4 separate regions of the Mus musculus genome follow, and all the other regions are linked to region 2. The links are chromatin contacts, called in public capture Hi-C and promoter capture Hi-C maps. All regions are on one chromosome and are shown on one strand. Each heading gives the region's core, a stretch centred on a gene start, on an enhancer-like site or on the middle of the called end of the contact. The rest is flanking DNA. Distances are from core to core; before and after follow the strand shown. Region 1 has its middle 24 kb from the start of Dalir. Region 2 holds the start of Mfsd9 (major facilitator superfamily domain containing 9). Region 3 holds the start of Pantr1 (POU domain, class 3, transcription factor 3 adjacent noncoding transcript 1). Region 4 overlaps Gm30248 (a long non-coding RNA gene).

Evidence for each region. Promoter capture Hi-C pulls out the DNA fragments that hold promoters and counts their contacts. Capture Hi-C pulls out chosen DNA fragments and counts their contacts.
Region 1: a contact with region 2 is called in a promoter capture Hi-C map of pre-B cells, with 10 times the contacts expected there. The contact joins the enhancer-like site here to the promoter of Mfsd9 in region 2. A contact is called at or near these places in 12 of 39 promoter capture datasets (the 3T3-L1 cell line, the C10 cell line, the HPC-7 cell line and 7 more), 4 of 484 Hi-C or Micro-C datasets (cerebral cortex, nephron progenitors, neural progenitor cells and 1 more) and 1 of 115 datasets of contacts at active chromatin or transcription factors (kidney).
Region 3: a contact with region 2 is called in a capture Hi-C map of embryonic tail, with 5 times the contacts expected there. The contact joins the promoter of Pantr1 here to the promoter of Mfsd9 in region 2. A contact is called at or near these places in 5 of 39 promoter capture datasets (the 3T3-L1 cell line, cranial neural crest, embryonic stem cells and 2 more), 4 of 115 datasets of contacts at active chromatin or transcription factors (astrocytes, embryonic forebrain, embryonic limb bud and 1 more) and 2 of 9 other capture datasets (embryonic tail and liver).
Region 4: a contact with region 2 is called in a promoter capture Hi-C map of hippocampal neurons, with 4 times the contacts expected there. The contact joins the enhancer-like site here to the promoter of Mfsd9 in region 2. A contact is called at or near these places in 8 of 39 promoter capture datasets (the C10 cell line, cranial neural crest, embryonic stem cells and 4 more).

Annotation. Positions count from the first base shown.
Region 1 is chr1:42,771,852-42,776,996 of GRCm38.p6, reverse strand. No RefSeq gene overlaps it. Among named protein-coding and RNA genes, the nearest start is that of Dalir, 24 kb to the right of the region's middle. Within about 2 kb of position 2,871, at least 18 of the 459 cell types and tissues checked have an H3K27ac peak or open chromatin away from gene starts, as enhancers often do. A contact at or near this core is called in cerebral cortex, kidney and pre-B cells, where this site is marked.
Region 2 is chr1:40,787,160-40,791,948 of GRCm38.p6, reverse strand. Mfsd9 (major facilitator superfamily domain containing 9) reads left to right here and starts at 1,292. Exons shown (of 6, transcript NM_172499.2): 1 at 1,292-1,464; 2 at 4,332-4,419. The coding sequence starts at 1,330.
Region 3 is chr1:42,691,260-42,696,161 of GRCm38.p6, reverse strand. It overlaps Pantr1 (POU domain, class 3, transcription factor 3 adjacent noncoding transcript 1), which reads left to right and starts at 1,337. Exons shown (of 4, transcript NR_027826.2): 1 at 1,337-1,415. Pou3f3 (POU domain, class 3, transcription factor 3) reads right to left here and starts at 394. Exons shown (of 1, transcript NM_008900.3): 1 at 1-394. The region is part of intron 1 of Gm46091 (predicted gene, 46091); the gene reads right to left.
Region 4 is chr1:42,626,933-42,632,152 of GRCm38.p6, reverse strand. It overlaps Gm30248 (a long non-coding RNA gene), which reads left to right. Exons shown (of 3, transcript XR_373380.2): 2 at 1,801-2,504. Among named protein-coding and RNA genes, the nearest start is that of Gm30248, 10 kb to the left of the region's middle. Within about 2 kb of position 1,997, at least 32 of the 459 cell types and tissues checked have an H3K27ac peak or open chromatin away from gene starts, as enhancers often do.

The DNA of each region.
Region 1 (5,145 bases), core at 1,622-4,121, 2.0 Mb before region 2:
AAATTGTGTAATAACTGAAAATGGAGTTTTAAAGTTCAGTTTGGCAGAGTTTTAAGGGGCCATTTAGGAGGAATCAAAAATCTTATTTTTTTTTTTAAAGAGACCAGCTTCCTCTCTAAGGTATCAACAACAATATGAGGTGAGGAAGGGAGTGGACAAATTGATAAATAAAGTAAACACAAAGAAAATTTATATAGTCTTGACAATTGTAAAGCATCCCTTTTAAGGGTAAGGCAAAACCCCATTATTGGTTGGTCACAACCATTTCCAGCTACGATCTCAAAGGATGCATATGAGCTCTCTATGTCCTGTCTTCTTTATAACAAGCAGAAAGTAAACACAGTTTGGTGTTTAAATAGCTTTCCTCTGGTTGTTGGTCACCTAGTCTTCCTTTAATTTAATAAATCTGTTGCAAGGGCTGGGGAGATGGCTCAGTGGTTAAGAGCATGTGTTGCTCTTGCAGAGAACCCAGGTTCAAATCTCATCACCTACGGGTGATTCGTAAACATTCCTAACTCCAATTCCAGGGGACCTGATACTCTCCTCTGAACTCCATGAAACTAGGCATGTATACGGTACATATACACACATACAGACAAAGCACTCAAGACATATAAAATAAATACATCTTTTAAAATTTGAAAATTAATTAGTCTGTTTCTATAAACCATCTCTGGGCAATGCATGGCAATATTTAGACTTCCTAGGATATGATAGGAGGTTCCTGGGGCTTGGTAAAGGATTGCCTCTTCAGAGATGGGTTTTCATGGGGCTAGGCTGGAAGTATCTACCTGGTTTTGGCATCTACAGTATTTTACTTTCTATGCAGCTGAAGGGAAGTAAATGATTTATAAGAATCACAAAGCATAACACAAGGCCCCACTAGCTGCCTGGCTCCTTGGCTCAGTTACCGGATGCTGTTCTGGATGCTAACTTCTGTGGCTGCATAGTTACTTCCAGGAACTCGCCTGGGTTTCTTTATTGTTCTCAATGCACAGTACACTTATGCTCAGCAAGCCTTCCTCTGTGTGTGAGAGTGCTTGTGTGTGTGTGTGTGTGTGTGTGTGTGTGAGTGAGTGTGTATGTGTGCAAGTATGTGTATAAGTGTGTGTGAGCCTGTATGTGTATGAGTATGTAAATGTGTGTATGGTGAATGTGTGTATGTGTGAGTGTGTGAGGGAGTGTGTGAGTATGAATGTGAGTATGTTTGTGTATGAGTGTGTGTGTGTGTGTGTGTGTGTGTGTGTGTGTGTGTGTGTTCACCCTTCTCCTCAGGAGTGCTCTGGCCATGGCCCTGGAGGGAGAATTGTGTATCTGAGAGCAGGTGTAGGGTGGAAGACAAGGCCAGTGAAGGGCTTCTATCAACCTTTGGTGCCTTTTCTAGCACAGTGCTCCCACTAATGAGCAGAGCCCACTAATGAGAAGAGGCTGGGTCTCTCCTTTTCCAGAGACTGAGCCCATTACCCTTTGGGTCCCCACCAGTCTGAAGGCAGCAGGCCTGCTTCCCAAATGGATGGCTTCCAGCTCAGTGTACCACTCCCATTCCTGGTGCCAGTGGCCGTGAATAACCTCACTTTTGTGCTTTTTAAAAAATATTTCTCTACCCCAGTTCTTTCCACACACACACACACCCCCAAGCTTGGTGGCCCCATGTGGTGATATTTCTTGAAATGTTAGATTCTTTCTTCCTCTATTCCCCCTCCAGTTCTGGAAGCATTTTGTTTCTGTACTGCTTTGTGAATCGGGTACTGAGTCCAGATCCTTGGGGCTTTAAAGTTGAATTAATTATTAAACAGGAAGGGGGCAGTACTTTTAGCAGGCGCCAAGTAACTAACTATACTTATACTGCAAGCTGGCACCGCTCCGCTATCCTGTGCTGTGGTTTGCTGAAGGCAACTGGAGATTTTGATTCTAGTTTTAATCATGCATTTCTGTATGTTTTGGGGCAGTGCAGAGTTGGCAAGCACAGGGCTAGGAAGCCAGGCTCCATCACCTACGGACCATTTTGACCGAAAGAGGGCTTTGGGGTTTTGTTCTGTTTTGTTCCTTTTAAAAGAAATCAGAAATACTTTGCCAGTTCATAAATCAATCTGAAGTTATCCACTTCCAACTGGTTATTTTTACCAGAGACAGGGCGGGCTTCTCTCTATCTATCTATCTATCTATCTATCTATCTATCTATCTATCTATCTATCTATATGTGTGTGTGTGTGTGTATATGTATATATATATGTATATATATATGTATATACATATACATATACATGCGTGTGTATATATTTTTTGGAATTAAAAAAATGTATTCTTGCTGACAATTATATATATATAATTTTCCCCCTTCATTGAAAACAGTGGGGTGTTTTGTTTCCCCCCAAAAGCCATTAGAAGGTTGACTTTGACTTTTTTGCTTTGTGTTATGATCCCTTTTTATTGATGTTGGGGGGGGGATAAGTGGACCAGAATGAGTCTTGTCTTTAAAAATGAAGATATGCCACAGTATTTCTTGACTTCCCGAATGTAGACATTGATACTTCTCACAAACTCACATTCCACTAGATCTGCTGGTCAAGCCTGTCCCAGTCGCGGCCGCGGCGTGTATGGGAACCAGGCATGTATGGGAAATGACAGAGTCCTGTGAATGCAGCTGGGTTAGTGTTTCCCAGGGAACCCAAGTTTTCAAGGTGACATAATAACAGCCTCTGGTAGCGAGGACAAGCTCTCTGACTCTGCCCGCATCGCCTTGCCCGCCTGATTTTCACCTGGCCTCTGGCTCCAGGGCATGCTTCACCAGGCAAGCTGAGGTCCCTCGGGTCTCACCCTGCGGATGCACGGTGGTGGAGACTGTTGGGTGGAGGTGGGGGTGGGGGCGGGGAGGAAGAGCTCTTTGAGTGCAGCTGGGTGTGTGGGCCGGGGTGTGAAGCAGCCTCAAGAGGAAAGAGAACAAAGATTTGGTTAAAAATTTAGATTCATGCTTATAAATTTGGAACATGGGGGAGAGGGAGCGAGGAAGCAACACGCCCCATTCTAGACCCCTCTCAGCCTACTGCTGATAAAGTGTATGTGAACAGACCCCTCGGAACGAAGCAGCTCTTCCAGGTCGCCCCTCAGCACAGGCCTCGACAAGCTACAGTACACATACCTTAGAACGCTTTCAAACTTGCAAGATGTTCTGTGAGCCTGGCTAGCCAAATACTCCTTTGCAGAGCTTACTTTCCCTCCTGGAATTAAAAAAAAATAAGAAAAAAAAGAAAAGTATCCTTGCTGACAATTCTTTCCTCTAAAAAGAATATGTAATTTTGCACCTCCTATATATTATCTAAATCTTAACTGTATAGTTTCCAACAGCTAATACATTTCATTATAATAATCCAATAAATGTAGTTACTGTGAACCAAACCATGAGGCCTAGTAGCTTCTTTTGAAAGATCCGTTAAGAGCCAAGGTTAGGTATCCACGGTAGAGCACTTGCCTCTCATGGGATGGGGCCTGCCACTCAATCTACCCAGTACTGGAAAAAAAAAAACAGTTACAAGAAATCAAGAAAATGTATACCTTTGAACCTTGAAACTGAGCCTTTCAACCACTCCTTACACTTGGGGCAGCAACACTTTATTCTACGCATCAGCTTTTGCCTTAGCTTTGGCTATGGGCTCTTGGTATTTAGGGTTCTGTGCTGGTCACACTGGGCTCATTCTGCTCCTCACCATAGTAACTAATTTAAGACCCATCTTGAAAACAGTATCTTTCTTGTAAGGTTCACGTGTTGAAGGGATGGAGATGGCACAGGTTCTCAGTCTCATTCCCCCCTCCTTTTTAAAAAATATATTCAGAACTGGCTTTACAAATTAAAAGAAAAATTAGATTACTGATCCTTGATTTAGCAAAGGTCCTGGTCTCTCTTACTCAAAAGTGGCTCCTGCTCTTGTCCCTCACCCGACTGAGATTTCCAATTCAAAAATAAAAAGAATATTGACAGCCTTAAATCCACCGTCATAGCAGTGAGTTGTTTATTTGTTTGTTTGGGGTCTTTGTATTCTTTTCCTGGTCTTACGGCTGGTAACTGAAGAAGCTGTACATTTCTTTAAGGAAAGTGTTACACTGTTGGTTGTTGTATAATGAGAATGTTTGTTTAGGAATATTTTGTTTGAGACTTCCTTCCAGGGGAGGGCCTCTTGTCTTACCATAGCACCCTTTGGAAGTGGAAAAAACAGCTTCACTTAGCTGGGAACAAAACTAGCAGACAAAAAATGATAACCCTCTTCACACAAAAAAGTAACTTTAATGTCATGGAGGATATTAATCATGCAGGCATTGATTTTTTTAAAAAACATTTTCCTTCCCTTACTTTTAAGGATAATCAAAAAACAACATGCATACCAATCTATGTTTTCCTGGGGACTTTCTAGGCTGACTGCTACAGAGAAACGAAGTTGGAAAGTGTGTTTCTGTCTGACCACGTCAACTATGCCCTAAAAGCCTACCAAGGTCTTCCTTTCCTTGAGATCAGTCGCTGGCCGGGCTATAGTTAGCCTTCCTAGCATGATGCTCCCAGCTGTAGACGATTTCGGGCTTCCCTACTGAGGTCCTGGGTGAGTCCAGCTACTTGCCAAGAGGCTAGCTGAGTCTGCAGGTGTATGAGCTACAGCCCTAGGCAGAGCTGCCTCTGCCTTCCCCTAAGGTCTCCCAGCCTTTCTGCAGTCCAGATGGTTCCAATCGGAGGCCTACACTCCACGCTGAAGCTGTATTGAGTTTCTTCCCTGAAACCAACAAACCCTGCTTCAGCATTTTGCTTGGATTAAAATATTTGTCCCTTTTTTTTTCACAGGGCAGGAGGAGGGCTCCCGATGCCTCCGAAGGAAGGAAATCATTACAGGCCCTACAGAAGTAGGTCATGTGCTACAGCTGCTCATAGTTTGAGAGGAAGAAACATCGGACCTCAAACCTGGAACACGACTCTTTCAAAATGTTTGTGAGCTGCCCAAGAAAAACATCCTCTCGAGTCTTATCTAATAAGCGTGATCTCTAATCGCCTCAGTGTGTGCCCGGCTTTCCTTAGGACTTTGCACCTCTTTCCCGGAGCTCAGGAGAGGCTCGGGCAGAACACAGAGAGCCTTAATGAAGGGGATTTAATAGTTTGTGTTAAAG
Region 2 (4,789 bases), core at 43-2,542:
CAATGGTTAATAGTTCACTAACTATTAAATATCACACATCTACTTTGTTTCTGTCCACTGCTCTCAGAATGAAACCTCTAGGCTATAGATGACTGAAACCCTGTTTATTCTACATCTTTGTGTTTGGATGTTTTGGTCACACCCATCTTGAAGCCTAAGGCACTACAGACTCTACTTCTTTGGTCAGCACATTGGGAACAAGCAAAAGGAATGTATTCTAAATTCTACCATTTCGTTTTCCATTTAATCACGAGGAGAAAGTCAAGTCAAGGTCCCAGGCCCTAGGGAGCTGGGGAGTTCGCTATAGCTGAACAGCTTCTGCTGTAAGGAAACAGTTGTCTGAGTCCAGATATCTCAGGGACAACTAACTTTTCCATCTTGGCTGGCAGGGTCAAACAAAATTCATGTTCCCATGTCCAGGAACCTACTCCTATCCTGATTGATGGAAACGCCCTTGCTCAACCCCTTATCTTTAAATATGATTGACAATGTTACAGCCCACCCAGCTCCCCCTCTCTTTATGGTTTCCTGCTTTAACTATGCTATACAGTATCTCTTTGAGATCATAGTTCAGCTCTCCTGTCTTTTCTGTGGCCCTGATTGATTAATAGTGTCTTGGTTATAGTAAGTTTTTGTCATCTGCATCGCCCTGAAGTTTGAGTTCCGTTGGATTTAAGCAGATCCCACAAGCACACCAAGGCTCACACTTCCTTATGTCACGTGTCCTCTAACTTTTGTGTATCTCTCTATTGTACGTTTATTATTTACAATTCTTCATGCTTTTCATGGTGTGCTCCTGTTACTCCCTGAAGCCCAACTCTCAGCCTATTTCTGGCCTGTTTTCCTTGTAGAGCTACGAAGTGCTGACTAATGCTTACAGACTTCTTGGATATCTAGAAGTCTCTCTAAATTACTACCCATTGTTTTTCAAATGCATACGAAAGCTTCCACAGCCACCTTAACTCGTTCCAGGTCTGTAGAGCCAAGTAGGAAGTAGGGCCCTGGGTCTGTGATCCTTAAAGCCAGAACGGCTATCACTGAAGAAAACCTGGTACTAGCAAAAAGACACAATTCCTTCGTGCCTTACACCACCAGGGAGCGAGGAAAGATGGCACCAGTCACTTGTCACAGAACTTGCGATCTTGAATTAAGACGCCCGCGGTAGGTACCACCACAACAGTAGTCACACCCACCCAGCGGCGCGACCTTCCATCTGCGCAGGCGCACGCAGATCGCTTCCGCCATGGGCGTGGTCAATCCTGGGCGTGGCCACGGCGGGGGCGTGGTCTGCAGTCGGCTAAGCTGTCCGCACCCCCAGCCCTCCTGGGAATGGCGCTGGGGGTCCCGGGGCACGGGGCTTCGAGGCAGGATCTAGCCTCGGAGACCCCGGTGACAGCCACAGCACCGTCTAGTGCTGTGAGCTCCCGCCGCTTCCTGCTCTGGCTCTACCTTGTAGGCTTCTTGGTGAGTGCCCGCACCGGGGCTGGGGAAAAGCACCAAGTCTCTGCAGACTTGCACTTACCTCAAGTTCCCGGGTATTTTACACAGCTCCAGCCCGGAGTCTGAAGTGTGCTGTGAGGTGCCTCCTCTTGCCCTTTCACCACTGACCTCAGGTGTGACTCCTTGACCCTGGAGGGGTCTACACTGGAGGCCTTAAAGCTGGAGATTGGAAGTTAAGGTGAACGGCACACAATTGTCTTTGGCAAAATGGCATGTGTTTTTGTTTTGCTATAATGTCTGTGCATGTGTGTATTGGTTTGGTCCACAAATAGTCCTTTGCCCTGTAGAATGAGAAGCTTAAGAAGTTATTCTCCCATCCATCTGTTTATTAATGAAGTTTCATTACTAATGAATATTCATGAAGTTTCTGAATGCCTGCCGCGTGTGGTACATGCCCTGGAGCACTGACATCATAAGCAGTTTCTGCTTCCAGAGAATTTACAGTCTTAGTCTTGGACCCTGATTCACACTGGCTCCTCTTTCAAGGCGAGGTTTAGTTCAATAGGCCTGGTTATAAGCAGCCGGAAAAATCTTTCAGTAGGATTTCTTCATCAGGCAGACGGAACCAATTAGTTGAATGATCAGTGGGAAAAGACTTTGTGGCAGGTATCTATCTGATTGGCACTGAACCTGAGAAAACAATTCCTATTGTTCCCTGTCCAGATGAAGTAAGTCTACTCTTTTTTTCCAGACTGAAGGGTTGCTGGAATTAGGAGTTAGCATGCTGAGCCATGTAGCTAAGGAACAGAGAGGCAGCCTCTGTTTGGATTCCAAATTGTCCAACAGTTGGTAGAGGTTCCGTTTAATTAATGCTTGTTAGAATCTTGAAAGAAGTAGATTTCACCAAATGTCTGTATTCACCGAGCTAGAAGGTATTGAGTACCATGCCTGAGAGATATCTCTGCCTAAAGTATACTTTGCAGGTCCCAAGATATACAGTTTCCCTTCTTAGGCTCCCTGCCTTGACTTTAGAGAGTAATGTCCTTGCTTTTTGGTTGTACTTTAGGGATGCAGACATTATTTACTTCCACTGTGTAGTCTGGTTGTTCAGAATCCAAAGCTGGGGAGTGGATGTTTCTGGGAAAGGATGCTGACTGTCATCCACTGGGGTGATGCACGTCTCCAACCTGCTGAGGCCCCACCACAGAGGGCACGAAGGTTATATGTGGAAAAGACTCAGGCCCTCACTTGGAACATTCAGACTTCACCCAGAGGGTAGCAGCAACTACCGGGAGTTAGAATTCACAATAGTTTGGGAGTTACGATGAAATCAAGCAGTTCATACATCATTCATTCTGTGCAGCCTTCCAACACAGACTTGGAGACCCACACCCTCTGCTGTTTGCCATATGCCGTGCACATGGTAAATCCAGTCTGATGTAAAATTTTGAGACGTGTAATACTATATTTAAGAGAATAATATATCCAAGAGCACATCTTGAGGGAAATACATATGATTTCCACATAGTTTTTAAAAGGCAAGGATTTTATTTTTTCAATGAGAAATGTTGTATAGAGTCTTATGCAGCCGTATGTATTGTTGAAGGAGCCTATGCTGATTTTTTAAGTAATTGACAATATTACGCACAGTTTAGTCGCTGTTTTCATGTATTCCGAGACCCCAAAAGGCTTCAGAAAATGGTTTCTGACTGAAAGAGGAAGGGTATAAGATTGGAGAAGTCATTTGCAAATATTCTAGTTTTAGCTCTCAATAATTTTGATATTTTAACTTCGTTCACTAGGAATACTAAACCCATTCCTTTGGCGCATTTTGGTTAAACTAAGATAGTGCCGAGGTCTGTGATTTCATCTGCTTTTGTCCAGATACCTGGTCAGTTTCTTTTCCCTCTTCCCAGCCTGTAGCAGGTGACAATTTATCTGCATTGAAATAGCCCACCAGTGGAGAAACTCTGGGTTTCGTTCCCTGTACAAGGCAGAGAAGCTCAAATGCATTCATCAGTTTCCGTTGGGAAAGGCTGATGCAAAGGGGAAGGCTAGGTGTTCCCATCAAGCTGACTTATGAGTGGGAGCAAGCACATGGGTTGTCAGATGCATAGTATGAATAATGGTGGCCCTGTAGGAAGTGTAGATCAGGAAGGAAGTGCTCATTGCAGTAAAGGAGAGATTTTACATTAGAACTTTCGAAGAAGAAAGAGCCAGCCGCTAGCTTTCCTGGTAAAAGGAGTGGTATTTTAGAGTCACTGAGTGCTACGGGAGATATTACCAGCTCTTCCTCATGAGCCTATATTATACCTTCCATCATTCTTAGTCTATGGATATCAGTATTTCACTAGCCTTCCACCTTCCACATGCTTCCCTGGTCTCAGGTGTTGATATGTGACAGATTTTGAAGCCTAGCGTGGTGGAAGGTGCTTGTGACATCAGTCCTCAGGACGCTGAGGTGCAAGGTCATCCTGGGCTACATAATGAGGCTGACTGAAAAAGTACCAACTCTAGCCCATCGGTCCTTTTCTGTAACTTGAGATTTTTACTGAAGCAAAAACAGCTTTACCAATAAATGCAGACCAGCCTCCCTTCATCATCCACACGATGCCGGGGTTTTTCAGTTCACACTTGCTTTGCACTTGCGCTGCGAGTCCTCCTTGGATGTTAAAGGCCAGTCACAAAGAAGCTGAAATGAAAGCTGACCCTGGCCTGCAAACTAGTCAGCATTTAGACTTACCTTGATTCCATCATAACTTTTAACCTGGCCGTGGTGGTCTACTGTTAGATGCAGGTTTTGTGTTTGAAATTGAATTATAGTTTTAGGGTCACCAGTTTCAATAGTACTAACCTCCAGTACTAACTCAAACCCCTCTTTGGTTTCCCAGGACCTGTTTGGTGTCAGCATGGTGGTCCCATTGCTGAATCTTCATGTCAGATCCCTCGGAGCAAGTCCCGTAGTGGCTGGAATAGTAGGTGGGTGTTTATAAACCTGCTTATTTGCAAGACATTGATTTTCATATGCTCTGAAAAATAGCTCAGCCCTTAACCAAACCTCGCACAGAAGGAAATAGGAAATGGAAGGACTTTGCAGTGTGTTTCCAAGTACTATGCTGGAGCAAATGGATGGCATCCTTCCCGAACCACCTGCCTTCAGGAAGGCTTTTGAGGTTTGAGGTAGTTCCACAGCCCATGCTGATGGAAGGGCTGCTTCCTGGGCCTCTGATAGTTTGGGCCAGGTATGTTGCAGGCAAGGCACAGCCTCTGGTCTCCTGTCCACAAGCACAGTTCTGAAACTGGGAATCCAAAGGGGCAGTCTATGAAAGTCATGCCTAATGGGAAAGGG
Region 3 (4,902 bases), core at 88-2,587, 1.9 Mb before region 2:
ATGTCGAATTGTTCTGTTACCTTGTTGCTGAAGGTTGGGGTTGATGTTTTATTTTTTCCCCGGCAGTTGTCTGGAGAAGGAGGAGGAAGAAGAGTGCATTGGTGGAGGTGGAGATGTGTGTGTGCATACAGGGAATCCTTGATACACAACCAACTCCTGTGGGCACGTTGTACCGCTCCTAGAGTACCCGACGGCGGGCGCGGGAGCAGGCGTGCCGGGGCAGAGTTGCAGCCGGAGCTAGCTCTGCGCCCGGATTCTCTCTCTTTCTCTCTGTCTCACTTTCCCTCTCTCTCTCACTCTCTCTCTCCCTCTCTCCTTCTCTCGAGCGCCCGCTCCCGCTAGGATCTGACAGTTCGCTCTCCGTCCCTCCCTCTCAGAGCAGGGACTGTCGAATGTTTACCCTCCGCCGCAAGCGCGCACCCACCACCACACTTTCCCAAATACAAGGAAGTCGAGCACCAGGGCCCCTGCTGATTGGCTACCCGCTGGGTGATTGGCAAGCCTGGAATGACTGGCTTAGGACGCCTGGCCCCCCTTCCGGCCGTTCCGATTGGTTGCTTTTTAATTTAGGCAGAGCGTCGTAGAAGCTGGAAATCTGTTGTCCCCCCCCCCCCGCCCCATCCTCCCTCCTCCGCGCCACTTTCCCCTCCACGCCCCTCCCCCTCCGCCCCCTTCGTCGTCCCCCCCCCTCGCTCCACCCCTCCGCCACATCTTAACTCTTAGTGTCCAGCCCAAACGTCTGCGTTCCCTTGGCGGCTCCCTGTGTTCGCGATTGGTCTGGGGGGGTTGGGAGAGAAATGGAAGAGAAAAGGAGGGGGCGGGTAGAAGGGGGACCAGGAGGAAAATGAAGAGGGGAAAAAAATCTTGAAAAATAGCAGTCTACCCATTCTACCTAGACTGCGTTGTGTCGCACCCCCACCCCACGCGAGAGATTTGTAAAGCGCGCGCCGCGGATGTACGTTCAAGCTAATACCTATAGACAGATGTGTCCCCACTGGTTTCAAAGTTTCCTCTTCCCTTCACGCGCGGGCCCCCATCTCTGTCCTGCAGGAGGTGGGAAAGGAAGGCTTGCCTCGCGCAGAGCTCCTGTGGCCAAGCTTCTTGGAAATCCGCCACTGCAACTTTGTGCAGCCGCGGCGCGCCGGCGGCGACCCTCTTTGTTTAAGTTCTCGGATGCCATCATCTGGGAAACCTGCAGCCCTGTACCAGCGCGGGGCCCGCGCGTGCGAGTCCGACCGCTTGCTGCGGCTGCTCGCTCTCCAACCCCCCCTCCCTCCTTTCCTCCCTCCCACCCACCCTCCTCTGGGATTCTTGCAAGTATCGTGCGTGCCCTTGTGAGTTTGGAGGGTGCCGGTCAACGAAGCCACGCGAGGTATTTGAAAGGCAATCAGCCCGACCGTCCCCCTAGATTCATCGTAAGTGTATTCGATCCCAATGCCTTTAGAATGCAGTGTCTGCCTCAGCTCGCCTAGAGGGCCTAGGGCTGCTAGCTGCTCACCCGCCCCCCACCCCGGTCCCCTTTACCGCTGACTCGTGTGTGTGTGTGTGTGTGTGTGTGTGTGTGTGCGTGCGTGTGTGCGCGCGTGTGAGTGTGTTCATTGGTGGGGTTTTCACTCGCTTGCTATTCTTGGGCATGGGGACGCTTTATTTTCCTCTTTCTTTGGGTCTCAGGTTTTGCGAGGTGGCTGTGACCGCTGTCGACAAGTGCTTTCTCAGCCGCAACCCAGCTGAAAGAGTTAAGGGGCCCGGGAGGAGGAGTGCGCCCGGTAGGCGGGAGAAGAGGGGGTGGTGTGGTGTGTGTGTGTTGGGGGGGGGGGGGACGACGCGGCCAAGCGGAAACGCCGCACAGAGGAACCTCAGCGAACCAAGAAAAAAGAGAAAGTGGCAACGAAAACAAGGACAAATTAAATCCTCCTTGGGGATTTCCAATGAACTAACCCAATTCGGACATTCAATAAATACACGACTCTTAATGAGTGTGCGTGTGCTTGCACCCCGCACCCTCAGCTGCAGGGCACCGGACCGCAATCTGCAGTTTCTAGTCCAAGCAGCAGCCGAGAACGTAACCCGGCGGTCGGTGTGCTCCGAATATAAAGAACTGGCCTGCCTTCTCCCCGATGCATAATTTCTCTAGAGGGCTCACTTCTGTGAACTCAGTTACAGAGGGAGCTCTCCAGCTCAGCAGCAGCCTCGCAGCCTCTGCGTGATCTCGAGATTAACCGTAGACGCGGGGCATTTATGTAGGATCGGGTCCAGCTCCTGCTTGCCGGGGTGAAAAGATACCATCGTAGAAACAGATCTAAAAGGCAGCAGTAACCAAAGCCCCAAAACAGAACGGATTCCCCCCTCCATTCCAAAAGGTTCCTTTTTATATTTATATATGCGTATATGTATATATAAAAGATGGAACACAGATTTCATTGAATAAATCTGAGATCTCCAGGTGCAGACGTTTGAATAGTCGGTGCCAGCACCCCGTGTTTTCCTTTCCTGCCGATTTTGCTTGGATCCGGCTCAAAAACCGAAAGAGTCTCGTGGTTTTGTTTACACTGAATGGGGAGGATAGGAACAGAGCCATGGGGCCGCCTTTCATTAATATACAGTGAGGATTTTGTCTAAATTACTGCTATGAGTTTCACAGTACACGCTTTCAAAAGCCGTCTCAGGTGGCCTGATGAAACGGGATAGCGCCTCAGCAAACAGATCCACTTTCTTTCTTTGCAAGGAGGGTGTGCACGTTCGGGAAGCCCCCCAAACGCTGTGCTCCTCAATAACAGAAACGCACTTCTGTTCCCAGGTCTGTCCCCTTCTCTCCCCCCACCCCCCACGTACTTAGTTCTCAAATCGCTCCCCAGCTTCCCCCCTCCCACCCCACCCAATCCTCCCCCTCCCTCTGCGGAGTGTGATTGTTTTGTCTGGAAAAAAAAATCCAAAGTATATAACAAGGGGAGAACAGTTAGTGCTGATTTTCATTTGCATACATTTTCATATATTTTGGTGAAAATAATAGACGAGAGAGAACCGGGCTTAGAGGAGTCAGTGTAAAGAGAAGGCTAAGGATAACTCGGCTCTGGAGAGTAGAGAATATGCCTTCTCTTCTGCCCCTCCAGGAACCTTACTTTTTTTTTTTTAAACAAAAAACAAAAACAAAAAACAAAAACCAAAAACCAAAAACCAACCACCACCTTTTATTTAAAAGTCTAACCTTGGGAATTTGCTGGGTAAGTGTTTTTTTTGTTGTTGTTGTTGTTTTGTTTGTTTGGTTTTTCTTGCTCTGCTTCCTCTTTTTCCTTCCTTTCTGGTGTATTGTTTATTTGTGTTCTTGAAGGTTTGGAAGCTTTATTTTCATTGCTTGGGAGGAGCGGGGAAGGGAAAGTGTGTGGAAGGGAGTTAGTAAGACAGGTCTGACGTTGCTAAAATAATACATAAAAAGGTGGACTGATTCCAATGGCCCTCACAGCAAGAGCTTTACCCTTCTGAGAGAGAGAGAGAGAGAGAGAGAGAGAGAGAGAGAGAGAGAGAGAGAGAGAGCTATTAATTTTAGTTGTTGATCATGAGAGGGGTAAACCCTAGAAATGAGTTGTTTACTAAACATAAATATTTCTTATTTGGAATTTTCCCCAGAGAATCAGGGCTGAAGAGGGAGATGCCTGGCCTGTCTTGGTGGGGGTGTCTGAATTGTGAGTCTGCCCAGATTAGGACAGGGAGCTGTAGGATCCAGTGAAGAGGGGAGGGGGCTGGCAACCAGAGGGCAGAGGGCTAGAGATGAGGAAGAAGTGAGGGAGAAGAGGCAGGAAGTCAATGTCCCCCTAGTTAAAGCTGCAAGTGGGGAGCAGGCGGTGTGTGCTGGCTCAGTAGTGAAAACCCATCAGAAAGAAGGTGATCAATCAAAACTAACCAGGATATCCTGGGTCTCCACTCCCCAAGGACAATGGAGCTTCAGTATAGAGAACCAGATTTTCCATGTTTTCTATTTTTGACAGTCAGATCTATCCCTCCTTATCACTATCTCCCGGTTTTATAAAATTCAAGGATATACTTACTTAAATAAATATGGCCGAAAGAAATAGCGATGCTAAGTCCAGGCCAGTGTGATTATGTTACTTTAGTGAAATGGTCTGGGGATGATTTTTTAAATGCTTCTTGGATTTGTTCTTTTGAAGAAAGCCACATTGGGAGGGGAGTATCAAATGTCTGAAATTATAGTGCACTTTTGTATACAGAACACCTTGCAATTTTGAATTGGTAATTTATTTGGAAACAGTTGATGCTAAATCAATGCAGTGGTTTGTAATGAGGGAGGAAGAGGTGTCAGTTGAGGAGGGGCTCAGCATCGCCAGGTTCCCTCCCCTTGTTTACAGCCTTGCCTCTGACTGGGGTTAACTCCGTGTGCTCCATTGGACCAGATGCCATATAGAGCTGCTCCCTGAAGATCATTTGTTTCCTTGATGGGGAACATTTCTGAGCAGAGCATATTGGTTGCCATAGAGAAAGAAATAAAAGGAAGAACACTAGTCACATTAAGCTATATGTTTGTGCACTGGGCTTTAGATAAAAGGACCTTGATTCAGCCAAAGAGGAGAAGCCAAACTAGAGATTTCTAGGACTACTAAAACTAGCTTTATTTTGTTTTGGACTTTTACAGTTGAAACATATAAGCTAATTTTATTGGTTGTTGTTAATTTTATATGACACGGTTTACTGAACAAAATAAACTTTGCTTAGCAGTACACTATTGACTAGTCGGCAGGGGGCGCACTGACTCGACTTAGCAGTAGCTGAGGAAAATGTAGCCAGTTCAAAAGCAAATCAGTCTTTCCAAATTTGCCAGAAGAACAAACACCCTTACCTTTCCTGTGCATGTTCAAGGGAAGAAAGGAAATGATTGGGCAACACAGAGTT
Region 4 (5,220 bases), core at 748-3,247, 1.8 Mb before region 2:
TAAATATATTTACCGCTTTGTGGACAAATCCCATGACAAGATATGTGTGTGCAGTTGCTCCTGGTAAGGTGCACTGGCTCTTGTAGTTTGAATGTGAATGTATCCTGCAGGTTCTGTGGTTGAATAATTGGGTCTTCGTCTTGTGGTGCCATTTGAGAAAGTTAGAACTTTTAGGCAGTGGAACCCTGCCCAGAAGGAGGAAGTGCGTCAATATAGGTGGGGCTTGGAGCGTTTAAAGCTTGTTCCCACTTCCTCATTGCTTTCTGTTGCTGGATTGACGATGCAATGTGAGCCAATGGCCTTGATCTAGTTGCCAGGCCATGATGGACTAGTGTCTACCCTGGAACATATAAGGCATAGAAAACCCATTCTCTTTTAAATTACCTGTGCGAGGGCATTTTGCCACAATAACAGAAATGAGACTTTACAAAGAAAGCTTTTGCAGGTTGAAAACGTTGTAAGCAAAATCAAGGAAGAATTTCTGTAGCCATATATTTAAACTTGTCCATAGTTATAAGCAGAAGCTGATTTTCTTAAAGGTTCCATTGGAAGAAAGGATTCTTAAGCAGCATGCTGTCCCAATTCCAAATGGCTGGAGGTGCTGCTTAGGAGCTCAGGGTGATGTCACCTTCAGTGTGCTTGCTTCCGTGGTGTGGGCCAGGCTGATGAAAGAGTTTCCCTAGAGGTGCTGAGCCTTGCTGCTGCTTCTGAGTGATGTGAGAGTTGTTGCCATGGGGATTAGAAAGCTCCTAAGGGGCCTGGACTTTGAAAGTTCTTCTAAGTTTAGAGACAGTAAAGAAGTGGAAATACTGAAATTTAAAATTAAATAGTTAAGCACACTGCAATATATGCTTAATGATAACATATATTTAAATTAAACATAATCAAAACAAATACTTTAAATTACAAATCAAACCTTCCCAGATCATTAAAGCTGCCTATTTTTTACAGGCAACTGAAACCTATATTTAAGAGCTTCCATTTTCTTCAAATATTAATTGAATTTTCTTTCAAAGCTACGGATGGAACCCAGGGTCTCAGTCACGTATGTAGTCAAGAACTTTACTATGGAACTTGAACCCCAAAGAATTAATTTTAAGGCAAATATTACTTCTGATAAGGCCAATATTTCTGGCTCAGAAGTTAAGAGGACTAGCTGCTCTTTCATGAGGACCAGAGCTTAGATCCCTGCACCCATGTTAAGAAGATTACAGACACATATAACCACAGCTCAGAGGGATCTAATGTACTCTGTGCCTTCTGTGGGCACCTTCATACACATGTGCTCACACACTTGCCCAGACACATGCACACTATATAAAGAAAATTAAATTAAAATCAAGAAGCAGTAGTATATCTCTTTTGACATGATTATCAACAGGGAAGGAGCTAGTTCCATCTCCAGGTTCAGAGTGTGATGCAGTCAGTCCTGGGCCCTTCATTCTCAGCTTGTTAATGCCCTCTGAAATAGAAAATTGATTTTTTTTTTTTTATTAAAAACCAGAGAAGTGATGTCAGGGTCTGAATTCATTCCAGTCAAGTCTATTTAGAGCAGTGGTTCTCAACCTTCTTAATGTTGCAAACTTTTAATACAGTTCCTCATGCTTTAGTGACCCCCCCCCCTTAATCATAAAATTATTTTGTTGCTACTTTATAACTGTGATTTTGCTACGGTTATGAATTTTAATGCAAATCTTGGTTGTCTTTGATGGTGTTAGGCGACCCCTGTGAAAGGGTCGAGACCCACAGGTTGAGAACCACTGATTTAGAGCCTTCTTTGTTTTTGTTTTTCTAATCTAGGAAACCTGAAAGAACAGAGGTCCACTGTCAGCATTTGCACAGGAGGAAGTATTTCGAAGCCCCCATCACCTCGTCTGGCCTTATAGACCTGCTGATGAGGAAGGCCTTCTGCTCCCCTCCCCCAACCCTCTCCTCTTTCCATCTCTTGCCTAAAGGCTGCTCCGTTTGGGGGACTGTGCCCAAGGTGCTGCATGGTCGACCGACCGACCCCAGAGAAAGGCAGGCATCATCATCTCAGCTGCTCCCTCTGCTCTAAGGACCGGGGACTAGGAACATTCTGGCAAGAGAAGGGAGGGGGGGCCAAGCTTGGAGTCACACATGGCTGCATTTCGTATGGCAAGGCTTTCTTGTTTGTGCTTTCTTCCTATGGAAAAAAAAAAGGCTCTGGAAGGGGCCTGGGGAGCCAGATCAAATGTTCAAATGTACTGGCAGGGAGCCAAGGCTCAACTTCTCTGCCAGGAACTCCACGTTCTCAAGTCTTCACTGCTGTTGAAACTGATCGGGAAGGTTAATGAGATTAATATGGCCAAACACTGTGGGCTTCTGGGAAGCAAACAGCCAGGTAGGGAGGCCCAGTGTTGGACCAAGGTGGCTGGAAATAAGGTATACAACCCACTCCTAGAAAAGCTTGAGTGTTTTTACCGGACAATCCCTGTGCCGGGGCTGGCGAGGGAAGCGCACAGAACTCTACGTCATTGCTGAGGGTGAGTGAGTGACCTGGTCGGTTTTCATCTCACCAGCTCTGCCTAGCACTTGCCACCTATGTAGTTCCCCTAGTGACTTTTTTTTTTTTTTTTGCAAAAGAGTTTGAGTGTTTCATGAAAAATGGTGAAATAACACAGCCATGGGGGGGGGGGGAATCCAACTGGGCATGGGACAGAAAGTTGAAATGTCTCTATTGCGGGGACATGCCTTGAATAGATTTTTGAGCAAAGAGGAGAAGAGAGTTTTCTCTCTCTCTCTCTCTCTCTCTCTCTCTCTCTCTCTCTCTCTCTCTCCCTCTCTCTCTCTCTGTATTTATGAATATTTAAAAATGATATATAAGTGGAAGGACATGAAGGAAGAAGAAGTTTGGGTAAATCTATAAAACCGCCACAATTTATGAAGAGTTTAAAAGGCAATTTCTTTTAAAGGGGCAAATTCCTAATTTCCCACATAAAAGTATGGGAATTGAATGGTAAATCCTTCTCCACCGACAAGCCCTCTGAAAGAGGCATGAAAAAGAGTTACTGTTCCCGTCCATTCATGCCTCCTGAAAGCCATGGATGTGACACTCACTGCCCCGGAGCACGCAGCCTGTGGTTTCAAAGCTGCCGGGTGACTTCTCAGAAATGATCTATTGTGGCGCTTTGTTTCGTCCGGGTCACCCTCGTTTTGTTCTGCGAGGGCTGTGTTACTCTTCTGCCATTAATCCACCCTGTCTTCTCTTCTCTATTCAGAGGCACATTTCACTCCTCATCGTGCCCAGAGCGGGGATGAAGTGTCTGAGAAAGGCCTAGTGCTCTGCATGGCAGAGAGGGAGAGAGAGAGGGAGAGAGAGAGAGAGAGAGAGAGAGAGAGAGAGAGAGGAAGAAAGGAAGGGAAGCCATTTGAGGAGTAGCCAGGGTGGAAAAGGGAGTATTGGGTGGTGGCTTCATCCACTCAAGTGGACTCCAGGGACTCAGCTACACAGCTTTTGCATCTCTGGGGAAGGGGCATCCTGACACAGATCTCATGGGAGATTGTCCTTATTTTTCATCTTTGGCTTGATCTGCTCACTCATAGTTTGACAAATACAGACTACATGTAGCTCAAGGGTTGGCAGGCTGGAATGGACTGCAAAAAAGATACAATTATTTCCAAAGGAAAAAGATTAAGAAGAAAAATTAAACCTCAAACCTGCCATTTGGTTAGTATCTCAGATCGTGTTTGCATCCCTCCCATCTCATTGGAAACCCCCTTTTATCTGATTTTATCCAAAAATTACTTTCTTACACCCACCTTCTGGGTCACTTACTTTTAATATAGTTGGCAGGGACTATCCAGAGGTCTCCAAGGATCCCATGATAACTTTGTTAAACCATGCCAATTATCAGTGGATCTGATGTCTCTCCTTTGTACTCCATGCACAGGGGTTGCAGGTTTTTGTCCATCAGATCATACAGAGACTACAGACAATGGTAGCCATGGACTAAAGAGGGGCCTCTGAAGCCATCCAATTTCCTTTATAGCTGGTCCAGTGGTTGGTCCATTTCCCTGGGCTTAGGCTGCTCAGTTCTGATAGCCTGAAGACAAGAAGCAGCTACCATCCGCACAGACCCTGAGCCCAATGTGTTTCCCAGGGATGAACAGTGGGCAAAATGACAAACAGGGGAACAGCGAGGTCTCAAAATTCAGCTGAATGCTGACTCATTTTCACTAAATTGTGAATCTAAGATTAAGTTTTTTTAAGTTGCAGCAGTTAGGGAGACGACGGCTCCGTGAAAAGGAACACAAGCTTGTGAGTGTGAGTTCAGAGTTCAAATCCCTTACAAAACAGAACCCACTTAAAAAGTCACTGTCTGACTCAGAGACAGACCCTGACTGAAGGCAAGAAGGTGGGGAGCCACACAGGCGATACCAGACATCTTCAGTGGTCGCCATATATCTGTACATGGGCACACATGCTGGCACACTCATATGCATGCAACATATAACACACACACACACACACACACACACACACACACACACACACACACACACACACACACAGCATAGATGAAAGGTGCATCAACTTGAAGAAAATAAAAGAAAATGAGCCATTAACCTCAGTGTTCACTCCCATTTGAGCTTTGCGCCCTCAGTTGGGCAAATGACCTACTATGCTGGGTCCCCAATTTCACCACAGAGAAGAAAGATCTGTGGATTTACTTTAGTGGCTGATATACATGGAAAGGTTTCAGAGATGTGGCAAGTGCTTGCTCATCACTCCTGCAGGGTCTTAGCCTCCTAATATAGGAGGACCAGGTGGGGTTGAAGACCCTGCATGTCTACCCAGGCCCCAGAGCTGCAGATAATCCAGAGTTATACTATGTGGTGGTTTCTCTGGGAACTCTAGAGCCCCATCTGCCTACACAGCTCAATTTTTCCTAGAGTGGATGAGACAGAGCAAGGCTGTCTAGCAGGGACCGTGAAGTCCTCCTGTGAAATTTGAAGAGGACACACTATGTCACTAGCCCTTGACCTTCCCTGATAGTGCACAGGCACACTGGGCTGATGCATATAGTTTAAAGACACAGCTCAATTACAAGATGTGGTCCAGACAGCTGCCCTTATGGGGACAGAGCCTGCCACTAAACTCTGAGCAATTACTTAAAATTAGACTTGTCAAATTTGTTTAGGGCGGCCAGGCAAGTACCTACATTGACCCAATGTCACTCTTCCTGGAGAGATGTTGTA